Linked DNA regions of Mus musculus: all the other regions are linked to region 4. Evidence: chromatin contacts called from public HiChIP or PLAC-seq and promoter capture Hi-C data. All regions are on one chromosome and are shown on one strand. The core of a region is the stretch at or near the end of the contact, and the rest is flanking DNA. Distances in the headings are between cores, read along the strand shown. Region 1 has its middle 27 kb from the start of Pla2g12b. Region 2 overlaps Micu1 (mitochondrial calcium uptake 1). Region 3 overlaps Mcu (mitochondrial calcium uniporter). Region 4 overlaps Mcu (mitochondrial calcium uniporter).

Evidence for each region. Promoter capture Hi-C pulls out the DNA fragments that hold promoters and counts their contacts. HiChIP or PLAC-seq counts read pairs in DNA pulled down with a chosen protein or histone mark. Capture Hi-C pulls out chosen DNA fragments and counts their contacts.
Region 1: an H3K27ac HiChIP or PLAC-seq map of large pre-B cells shows a contact between it and region 4, with 2.0 times the contacts expected there. The contact joins two enhancer-like sites. A contact is called at or near these places in 2 of 484 Hi-C or Micro-C datasets (liver and myocytes) and 2 of 115 datasets of contacts at active chromatin or transcription factors (large pre-B cells and memory CD8 T cells).
Region 2: a contact with region 4 is called in a promoter capture Hi-C map of adipose tissue. The contact joins two enhancer-like sites. A contact is called at or near these places in 1 of 484 Hi-C or Micro-C datasets (embryonic fibroblasts), 3 of 115 datasets of contacts at active chromatin or transcription factors (bone marrow-derived macrophages, double positive thymocytes and pancreatic cancer cells) and 3 of 9 other capture datasets (adipose tissue, liver and pancreatic islet).
Region 3: a promoter capture Hi-C map of the HPC-7 cell line shows a contact between it and region 4, with 2.3 times the contacts expected there. The contact joins two enhancer-like sites. A contact is called at or near these places in 5 of 39 promoter capture datasets (the 3T3-L1 cell line, the HPC-7 cell line, hippocampal neurons and 2 more), 7 of 484 Hi-C or Micro-C datasets (the AML12 cell line, embryonic fibroblasts, embryonic stem cells and 2 more), 1 of 115 datasets of contacts at active chromatin or transcription factors (bone marrow-derived macrophages) and 3 of 9 other capture datasets (adipose tissue, embryonic stem cells and liver).

What each region holds. Positions count from the first base shown.
Region 1 is chr10:59,375,630-59,378,339 of GRCm38.p6, forward strand. No RefSeq gene overlaps it. Among named protein-coding and RNA genes, the nearest start is that of Pla2g12b, 27 kb to the right of the region's middle. Within about 2 kb of position 1,407, at least 10 of the 459 cell types and tissues checked have an H3K27ac peak or open chromatin away from gene starts, as enhancers often do.
Region 2 is chr10:59,734,178-59,736,877 of GRCm38.p6, forward strand. The region is part of intron 3 of Micu1 (mitochondrial calcium uptake 1); the gene reads left to right. Among named protein-coding and RNA genes, the nearest start is that of Micu1, 33 kb to the left of the region's middle. Within about 2 kb of position 1,429, at least 33 of the 459 cell types and tissues checked have an H3K27ac peak or open chromatin away from gene starts, as enhancers often do. A contact at or near this core is called in adipose tissue and bone marrow-derived macrophages, where this site is marked.
Region 3 is chr10:59,452,347-59,455,140 of GRCm38.p6, forward strand. Mcu (mitochondrial calcium uniporter) reads right to left here. Exons shown (of 8, transcript NM_001033259.4): 6 at 2,600-2,794. Among named protein-coding and RNA genes, the nearest start is that of Oit3, 12 kb to the left of the region's middle. Within about 2 kb of position 1,540, at least 24 of the 459 cell types and tissues checked have an H3K27ac peak or open chromatin away from gene starts, as enhancers often do. A contact at or near this core is called in the HPC-7 cell line, where this site is marked.
Region 4 is chr10:59,588,230-59,590,929 of GRCm38.p6, forward strand. All of the region lies in intron 1 of Mcu (mitochondrial calcium uniporter), which reads right to left. Among named protein-coding and RNA genes, the nearest start is that of Gm40671, 14 kb to the left of the region's middle. Within about 2 kb of position 1,357, at least 137 of the 459 cell types and tissues checked have an H3K27ac peak or open chromatin away from gene starts, as enhancers often do. A contact at or near this core is called in the HPC-7 cell line, adipose tissue and bone marrow-derived macrophages, where this site is marked.

The DNA of each region.
Region 1 (2,710 bases), core at 157-2,656, 210 kb before region 4:
ATACATATAATGAGAAAAGAATAGGGAGAGAGGAGGATTAGAGACCTGATATCTGACTTTTCTTCAGCTAGTAATGGAAACATTTCTACGTTGTGTGAACTAGGGGAGGTTTGCACACACTGGAGAAATGGAGGTGGGAGGATCAGAAATTCAAGGTTGTCCTGCCCCATCGTTAGGTCAAGGCTAGCCTGGGATACATGGCACCCTGTGTCCCAAGAACAAATATCTGGTGGTGACTACAATCCTATGACCAAGCCGTTGGATGAAAACTAAAATGTATAATAACTCTATAAAATATATACCTCAAGTAAGTTGGACGGTATGAAATATATGCCTCAGAGCCATTTTTTAAAAGCTAGAAAAATAACAGAAATAAATGAAATGTAAACTGGGCCGACCTCAGAGAAATTTAAAGAAGCCAAAACCTCCAGCTAAGAAAATTGCCAATATCTTTATGACAAATTGGGAAGATTATGATATTAACAAATTTCTTAAAAGAGAAATTGCTAAAATCTCAAAAACTCAGAATATCCCCATTATTGAATTAAGAAATTAAATACTTAAAAATGTTACCAAAAGGCGATACATTAAACTACCACACATAAAGAATCCACCAACCCTATACAGATGACTTCAGACGCTCCAAATTTCCCAGCATACCTTAAGAAACATCACTGATCTCTAAGCAGTCTAAGGAAGTCTAAGGGAAGAAATCGTCAGTCATGAACATAAATGCAAAATACTCTTAAATCTAACCAACTCTAACAGTATACCTAGTTCAACAAGAATATCAAAGTTGGGGCCAGTGCGATGCCTCTGTGGGTAAAGGCACTGTGGCTAAGCCTGACCACAGGAGTTCAATCCCAGGAGTTCACAGAGCAGGAGAGAGCTGACTCCCACAAATTGTACTCTGACTTCATACGCATGCTGTGGCAAACGCACGTGTAGCTCTCAAAGAAATAGATGTAATAAAACAAGCAAACAGACAGACACAAAGTCATGTTCATCTCAAAAACCTAAGATTGGTTTAAAGATCCAAATTCCACCTGAGTAATTTATCATATTAGCAAGTAAATGGAGGGGAGAAATACGTGATCATTTCAGTAGCTGCAGAGAATGAATAGGACAAATACCAGTATTGCTGATGATGTTCTTATAAGTGAGCCAAGTGTGATGACACATGATTGTGGTCCTTGGCTCAGGTAGGAAGCTTGCTCCAAGTTCAAGGCCAGCCTGTGCTGTAAAGCAAGTTTCAGGCCTGTCAGACCCTGCCTCAAATAAAACATAAATTCCCTCAACTTGACGAGTGGCTTTTCAGAGATCTTGTTCTGCTCCACTTAGCAGTAAAAGACTGGATGTTGCTTTCAGTGTGGCAACAGCTTTCCTCAGGGGTGTTTAGCATTGTGTTTGGGGTCCCAGTCAGTAAGAGAAGGAGAGGCGTACACACCCAACAGGATGCAGCTGTCCTCATAGCTGGCTTGAGCAAGTTTGTAAAACATCCCAGAGGAATCTACAGAACTCTCACAGGGGAGCTTAGCAAGAGTGCAACACACTCTACACAGAAATGAATGACAGTTTCTAAGCACAATGTATGATGGCCTCAAAAATATGTAAATTAAATTTTGCCAACACAAACAGAAGCTGAGTTCTTAAAAATGGGACTTCTGAGAAGTGTTAGAAAGGTGTGCATAAATAAAGAAGGGCCATTCTGAGGTAAGAAAATGTCCTATATCCTGGTGGCAGTACTGAGGTAGGGACATCTGTCAAGAGCAATTTATAGTGCATTCAGAATGTGTGCATTTTTGTGTAAATTGTCAGCAAGGTTTGATGAGAGTGTGTGTGTGTGAGAGAGAACAACTAGGCAGTTTAAAACAAATTAAAAATAAAATAAAAATATCAGAAACAGCCAGGCATGCTTTTAATTCCAACACTGGAGGTAGAGGCAGGTGGATCTCTTGAGTTCGAGGCCAGCCTGGTCTACAGATCGAGTTCAGAGTGCCAGTGCTACATAGTAAGACCTTGCCTTAGAAAAGAAAAAAATCCAACAAATGAAAATATCAGAAACAAGTATTGCTTGTCCTGTGACTGTAATGATGGTTAAAATATTAAGTATTTTAAACATTTGCTAATAGAATCCATATTAGACATGTTATTGTTATGAAAAAGGGTCTGGTATTTGTGTCAAAGAAGACAAAACAGAAGTCCTACAAGTGAATTAGAATCTCAAGATGACCAAGGCCGGCCTTGAACTTGCTTTATGGTGAAGGTGGACCTTGAACTCCTGATCCTGGCTGTATCTCCCGAGTGCTGAGATTATATTTCTGAACCCCTGCCCAGTGGGAATGGGAGCTCCCTGCTCAAACCAGCCGAACCTGCTCAAACCAGCCGAACCTGCCATACGTTCCTGGCGAGTATCACGTTAGACTGTGAAGCCAATTTTGAAATATTCTACTTAAGACCAGAACTAAGGTTAGGACGCACGTCAGCACTCCTTCCTGGGAATGGTTCTGAGGCTTGGTTTGACTTTTCCCAGGCACTGGGGATTAAATCCAGGACCTCAAACATGGTAAACATACCCGGCCACATTCCAGTCCTCAGGATGGTTATGGAGGAGAGCACAAATATATAAAGAGCAATACAGGAACAGTTCCGAGGGCTTCTCCTGCCCTCTCCAATTCCTTTCCAAATAGGTCGTAGGAACTGGCCTAGA
Region 2 (2,700 bases), core at 179-2,678, 150 kb after region 4:
TGCTTAACATTATCATAGATGGGGCTGGAAAGATGGCTCAGTGGTTAAGAGCAGTTGACTGCTCTTCCAGAGGTCCCATATTCAATTCCCAGCAACCACATGGTGGCTCACAATTATCTGTAATGGGGTCTGATGCCCTCTTCTGGTGTGTCTGAAGATGGCTACAGTATAGTCACATATATAAATTTTTAAAAAGAAATTTTTTTAAACTCATTATCATAGATATACTGAATTTGTGATATTTCTGGTTTGCTATGTCAAAGCAAACCACTAAAGCAGAAAATAACGGGACAATAATATTTGTGGAGGAACATACAATTCCCAGAAAGGAAATAGTTGTGGACAGCCTAAACTATGACCACAGCCTCAGGGCACTGCCACTTTACCTCAGAAAAGTTTAAGTTTGGCTATAATAACGCTCGTGATGTCAGACACTGGACTCTGTGTTTCAGCAACACTCAGAAGGGTTGTTTCTTAGATAACTTGAAACAGTCAAAATCAAATCAACATTTATTAAGCTGCTTCCATTTATAGCCCCGCCTTCTCTGTAGCAGATGACAAGGACTCCTGCATCGCAGTGACACTAAAGCTACCAGTGTGATTTATGAATTTGTAACTCCTGATGCTATAAAACCTAACTGAGCTCTGTCAGGAATAGTTCTTATTCTTCCCTACCTAGGCTCACAGGAAGAGCTGTCTCCCCTCCCTCTCTTCAGGGACGCTCATTGTGCGTGTCACTCCCCAAGAGTCTGTCTCATTCTTTCTCACGTCTCTGTTCTGTTGGGTCTTTGTTTTTTCTTTTAAGTAACATAAATATGGTAAGAATTCTTCTGTCTATAATTTAATAATCATAGCCACAATTTATTAATGCCAAGTTTTTTAGTATTTTAGTTTTTTAAAATCAGAAAATATACAGTCTATAAAAGCAAAAATTACAAAGTATATACAAATATATCTAATAAGTAAAACCAAAAATTTTACTGAATACTTCTTTATGAAGAAAAGACTAGGCCTGGCTCCATGAGTCAAGGCCCTTGCTACCAAGCCCGTGACCTGAGTTTGATCTCTGGAACCTCAACCCAAATGTTGGAAGAGAGAATCAACTTCCTCTAGTCATTCTCAGATCTCCATATGCATGCACATACAAGCGCGCGTGCATATGCACACACACACACACAGAGAGGGAGAGAAAGGGAGGGAGGGAGGGAGAGAGAGAGAGAGAGAGAACATGGAGAAAGACTGTGTGATAAACTACATTTTTTCAAGTTGTAAACTTTTAGGAACCTTCTCTCTTCTCCTGAGTTCAGGAGTTTGCATCATTTTGCAAGAGACCACCTCTCCCAAGAGCTCTCTCGTGTCTCCCGGGTGTGCTGGGACGCAGCCGTATGTCCTTCCCGAGCAGCCGTATGTCCTTCCCGAGCAGCCGTGTTTTACTATGAGGAAGTTCTTTCTTACTTGGCCACAATATCATGTTTAGCTTTTATCCACACCCTTGCTTCTGCTTTTCACATGTGATGTCCAGATTTTGTTTAAACTGCTTTTCTACATAACAAAATATATATGCAGGGTGCCACAAATGGATTGGATTTTTTAATCTGTGTTTTATTTTTCCTTATTTTAAATGATCCTCTTTCCTCCACTTCCTGAATGCTGAGAGTATATGTATTCCATGGCCCAATACAGCATAGATCTTTATAATAATTGCTTCCTTTCATTTTGGGGAAAGTTTAGAAAACTCAGCAGCGTACTTGTTTAGACTTTGCATTTTCAAACTGGCAGTGCAAGCCATTAATTTTGATCTTAGGACATTGCCTCCCCAGGGACAGTGTAACTCATCATTATCTGTCACTGTAATGGGTCCTGATAGCTGTCTAGTTACTCAGTCTTCTGCGTTAACCTCTGTGAAGGTGAGGATGGTGGAAGTTTTGCCTTGGACCAGATGTCCCAGCCTGGCCTTCCCCTCAAGGAAGCCTTGGGGAAACCCTGCTTATGCCACAAGGCAGGCAGAAGTCAACAGGCTCAGAGGCATCTGGGTCATGTGCAGCTGGACGAAGTTCCCCTGCCCCCAAGGGAGGAACGGTTTTCACCCCACCCAGGACAGAGGCCTCTTATTGACATCCCGTCACTGGCCGCTTTCTTCTCAGGCTAGGCCAGAAGCTGATCTGCTTCCCTTGCTGTGGTCTGCTGTCTGCTTGTCAGCCATTATACACAGCTGGGTGGTTACTTGGCAGTGCCCGGCCTAGAGGGACTACCTAATGACCAGGCACTTTCAGCTTGTTAGATGGGCGAGTTCCGTATGCTGCTGCTGGAATGGAGGCGTTTGTAAATGGGAGTTCAGGAGTTTGCACGATTTTTGAAAGAGACCACCTCTCCCAAGAGCTCTCTTGTCTCTCCCGGGTGTGGTGTTCAGGCCAGTAAGAACATAGGGATTTAGCGGTTCCTGGCCTTTTGATCCTGCAGCAGCAGCAGTAGCAGCAGCAGCAGCAGCAGCAGCAGCAGCAGCAGCAGCAGCAGCAGCAGCAGCAGCAGCAGCAGCAGCAGGATAGAGGCGCCTTTCCTCCCCTTGGCCGCCTTTCACAGTAGTGGGCAGGAGAGTGAGCTCTTCTGCTTCTCTCATCTGGATCTAGCATTCATCACGAGACGTGATTATTTCATCTTGCTGTTTTAATGTTAGCCCTCCCCACGTCCCACGTGGATGCT
Region 3 (2,794 bases), core at 290-2,789, 140 kb before region 4:
TACACTGTAGCTGTCTTCAGACACACCAGAAGAGGGCATCCCATCTCATTACAGATGGCTGTGAGCCACCGTGTGGTTGCTGGGAATTGAACTCAAGACCTTTGGAAGAGCAGTCAGTGCTCTTAACCGCTGAGCCATCTCTGCAGCCCCCGCCGCTGGTATTTCTACTGTTATTCTAGATCCAGGTGACTTCGTTTTCAGAAATAACTACTCACAAATGAACTCAACAGAGGGAAACGGGATATAAACATTTATCAGGAAGGGAAGCTTGGGGGCAGGACACACTCGGGTTCAGTTCCTGGGCCTACGGTTTTCAACATGTAATTCTTTTCCTAACAAGCCTTACTTCTTCATCTGTAGAATGGGTATGTAGTTACAGAATTGAGACTAACTAAATGAGTGGCTATATATTCATGCTTTTTGATATAAAATATATGATTCACCTCGGAAAAAGGTGCACAGACATTTTTGCAGATGTGAGAGGGCTTAATCTTTTCATAATCAAAGAAATGCAAAATCCATAGGGAAATGCCATTTTAAAAATTTTGCTGACTGACTGGAAAGAATACATCAAAGAGTTTCTGAATTTAAGATGTAACTGGAAAGGTTCTAGTGTGTGCCCAAGGGTGTGGCTGCCTTTTATTTTCATTTGTTCACTTCATTCAGTCCTTGAGATATAAGGAACCACACATGTTATAGAACAAGGGAGTGAGATGTGGATGACACCAGGCTATGCAGGTGTGGTGGAGCACATGAGTAACCATGGCACACTGAAGGCCCAGGCAGATGCCAGGCCACACTGAGTTACAAAGTGTGAACCTGTTCCCCAAAGCAAGCAAACCACAGCTTTACACACACACACACACACACACACACACACACACACACACAGACACACACACACACACAGACACACACACGTAAAAGATATTATAGTCTCCTTTGAAGGAAAAGACACTGAACTAATAATTGTGATAACGCACAGTGCAAGAACAATAGAATAATACACTGCAGTGTTTCACGGGAAACGGGAGACAAGGAGCTGTAGGAAACTGGTTAGACGTTTCTGAAAGGTGGAAATTCAAGTAAGCCTTGAAATAGAATGGAAAGGAACAAGGAGAGCATTCCATACTGAAGACTGGCATGGGGAGGGGAGGGCAGAGGAGGGCAGAGGAGGGAAGAGGAGGGGAGGGGAGAGGAGGGGCCCCTGGGGACTAGAACACAGTGCAAACACAGGTGAGCTGAGAGTCATTTAAGAATGGACAGCATCAGTTGTGAAAGCCCTGGCTGAGGAGGAGGAAGAGGGAAACTGAGGCAGGCTGCTGGGCGGATGGCATGCTTGCCAGCTCTGCTCCCTCAGTGACTGCTGTGAGTCACAGGATCACAGCAGACCCGGGTAAGCATTCAGAGGACTGGACAGTCCACTTTCTGCCTTCCCTGCTAGGTATGTATGGGAGGCTGGGAAAGGTTCATTACAACCCCCACACAACCCTAGAGGCACAGTCACTGATCTAACGGCAGGAGGGACATGCCCAGTTCAAAAGCAGCCGCAGGAAGCAGCTCTTAGTCTGCTTTAGACAGAAAAGGGAACCTGGGGAGTCTTGTGTGTCTCAGCTGCTTCAAATGTTTGTTATTCAAGGCTATGCTGCTTAGATCCAGTATGAGAGACATAGAGACAAGTGCTACAAGGGCGCGGGTCTCAGGTACAACACAGCTCAGCAGTGGAGCATGGGGCTCAGGCACAGCTCAGCGGTGGAGGTGGGGCTCAGATACAGCTCAGCGGTGGAGGTGGGGCTCAGGTTTAGCTCAGCGGTGGAGTGTGGGGTTCAGGTTTAGCTTAGTGGTGGAGTGTGTGTCTAGGTTCAGCTCAGCGGTAGAGCGTGTGTCTAGCATACGAGAGACTCTCAGTTCGATCACCGGCACATTCAAAAAGCTATAATCCATCATACTTCTCAAAATGACGCCATGGATTTCCATGACACTTGAACCAACAAAATCTGTCAACAAAACTCGGTTCTAGATACTGGCATTCACTAAGCTGGCCTTGGTTGATAGCGAACTGGCTGAAGGTAAACTGGCTGAGTACCTACTGGTCACCTCTTTAGGGAAGTCAAAACATCCTTGAATGTACACAGAAGCAGCTTAGAGTTTAGTCTATGCATTCGATTAATTATAAGGAATTCTCCATTCCTAAAATTCAATAAAAAATCTATGACAGTTACCACCCAACTGTTACAGTAATTACATAAATACAGAAAATCAGGCCAGTAGGGCTGGGAGGTAGCTCAGAGGCAGAGCACCTGTCTAGTGTCTATGAGGGTTTGAGCCTCAGCACTGTAAAAATAATATTACAAATAGCAAAGAAATAAATATCAAGCAAAATGGTGAGCACGTCTCCTATGGAGGCACACTTCCATGCTTGTCGTACCGCAATCTCAATTCTGGAAGCAACTCTGCACATGCACCCTAGTGGCCCAGGCCGTGTCCTACACATCCCTCTCTATGTTGAGCGCAGCCAACCTTGCCGACCCATAACTGAGAGCTGGCCTGGTCGGCTCCATTCCCAGTTGGTAAAAGAGATGCGAAGAGGAGTCCTCACCTGGCGCGTCATTACAAAATACGCATACATGGCCATGGCGCTTCCGTACGTGATGAAGTAGGTGACGGGCTCCATGATGTCCCACGAGTACTCCCACCAGGTGAGCCGGGCCAGAATGCCAAACTGGGTGGCCATGTAGGCCAGGCCTCCCCACAGCACCAGAGTGGTCCTCTTCTCTGCTTTTCTGCTAATTTC
Region 4 (2,700 bases), core at 107-2,606:
ATCCGGCAGTGCCCAAAGCCACAGCTGAGAGGAGCATGCTACCTGAGCCTGCTGGGTAGGGACCAGGGATGCGGCTACACATTATATGGGAGAGGTTTCCAATCAAGGATCCGCTCACTCAGAACAGCAGTGGTGTGAAGGCTGATTAACGGAGTACAACCTCCCACGCTTGCTTCTGTTAGCTCATCTAAAGCCCACATGTCATTCTGAGGTAGGAGAGTACTAGATAAATCTGGATTGTGCTCCCCTTATAGGGGCCAAGTTTTACAAATGGAAAAGACTTAGCAGGAAGCAGGGTCGACTTTGTTCAGTGTTGAAATTCTGCCTTCCAAAGGCAAATTATGGTTGGCGTAGTAGCTCAGCAATTATAGGCCCTTGTCACCAAGACAAGCCTGACAAGATGGGCCCCATATGGTGGTAGGAGAGAACCAGCTCCCACAGGTGTCTTATGAACTCCACATATACACCAAGGCAGGTATGCACACACACACACACACACACACACACACACACACACACACACACACTCACACTGAATACAAAATGAACTTGTAGGACTGATTTCATTTATAAAAAGACCAAAACGGCAGGGATTTTTTTAATCACTTAACTATATAATGTAATTATTCTTTTGTCCTTGGTGACGATGCTGGGGAATCAAACCACAGCATGATGCCCGGTACGTGATCTGTCTCCGAGGTATATCTCCAGGCTAGGCTCAAACTCTCTCCTTCTGCCTCCACTTCCACAGCGCTGCAACAAAGGCATGTGTCATCACACCCAGGTCATTGTACAAATGGAAAGACTACCAGCTCACCTTTGAGACGGCAGGCTGTACCTACACTGAAGCCATCGGGAGACCTGGCATACTGTAAGCAACTGTAACCACAATCCTCAGGTCTACCAAGATACAAAGAATCAAGAAGTCATTGTCTCAAGGTCCACCAGGATGGGACACTGACATCCCCCTTCATCCCCTTCTCCCATCTCTTCGTTCTCCTGACCAGACACTGTCTTCCTAATATCTCCTGTCTTTGCTAGATCCTCATGCCAGTCTCCTGAACCATGCGCAGATGACACTAGTCACCCCATGGCATCTCAGAGCCCACAGAGTTTCAGTTATACAGGTGTGTCTTTCCTGTATTCACATATACACCAAGGCAGGTATGCACACACACACACACACACACACACACACACACACACACACACACACTCACACTGAATACAAAATGAACTTGTAGGACTGATTTCATTTATAAAATCCCTAGTACACCTCAGAGGAGGGAAGGGGGTAAGAGCAGTGACCTCAGACTTAGTTCAAATAAAGTCTCTCCCAGTTACTTCACCACACACTTCCTCTTCTTACCCATAACCACATCTTCCTTCAACCGGAAGCCCATATAACACCGAGACCGCCCTCGGTTACCCCAAATTGTAGGCAGGGGCTTTTCATTTGTCTCTCAGCAGGAATATGCTTTACCTGTGTCCTCGAAAGGATGGTAAGCCTTCAGTCAGCCCTTCTGTAACTACTCAAATCTAAACTGATCTTCTAATTACTCTTCCAAATTCCCCGTGGTTTTTAACCGCTTAGGACTTTTAAACACTCTTTTTCGGGGGAGGGAGGAATTCTCATCTTCTAAAGCCTGCCTCCCGTGATAGAAATCGAAGGCTGACTTTCCCAGCCTCTCTTTGCAAACAGGGTGGCAGCTCTATGGCCATGTTCTGCCACTCTGGTATTCTGGTTAGGAAGCAGATGCCATCACGGAGGTGGTGCCATGGAATCCACGCTGACCAGAGTGAAACCAGCTCTCCTTCCCAAAGCGAAAGCGGCAGAAGTCCTCGTGGTTCAAGTGGCACTTAGTAATGACAAGGCAGGGCCAACACTTGTTCCCGGTGCGAACGCAGAGCAGTGGGGTCTGCAGTGACTTTAGCCCAGTGGTAGAACGCTGGCGTCGATCCTGACTGATTCTCAGCTCTCTGTGAACTCCAGAGCACACTTTTTAGATCACTTTTTCCTGTTTACTGTAAGCAGGGGGGGCCTGCCGTTTGCAACTACAAACTCTGGTTCACCCCTCGCACCTTTTTCCCACACAGTTCAACGATGAGGTGCTTCCTTATGACTTACTGCATTTGTGGCTGACTGTGAAGCCAGGGATGCTGTGTGCACCGCTCATCTCCATTAACCCAGGACTTAGGACAGTGCTTTACTATGCAGACACATACCCATGACCCAGTTGAAAGAAACTCAACGTCATCAGTGTTATGAGAGTCAAAAGCTAAAAATTAGGACTAACCTGGGCCAGAGAAGTCACACAGGGTTTACAAAGAAGATGACACATCTGCAGGCGATTGAGAAGACAACAGTCTGCAGTCGGGGTGTGGAGAGAGAGAGAGATGCGTGACTTCCGAAGAATGGGAAAGGATGTGGCAAGTGCGGAGAGATGGCTGTTAAGGAAAAGGGCGCTGAGCTCGGAGAGTCTATCATCCGCCATGCATATGAGCTGGATTCTGAATGGCTCTGCACGCTAGGCCTGGAGAAGGCTGGATGCGATGATGCTCTAAGAACACTAATCCTCAATGAGTATTTTCATCTGTTCTTTATTCTAGATGTTATCTTCTGTGCAAAACTACAACAGCTACCCACACATTTTCTACACAGTTCCCTCTCCAAACACTGCCGCTCTATATTTATCTGTT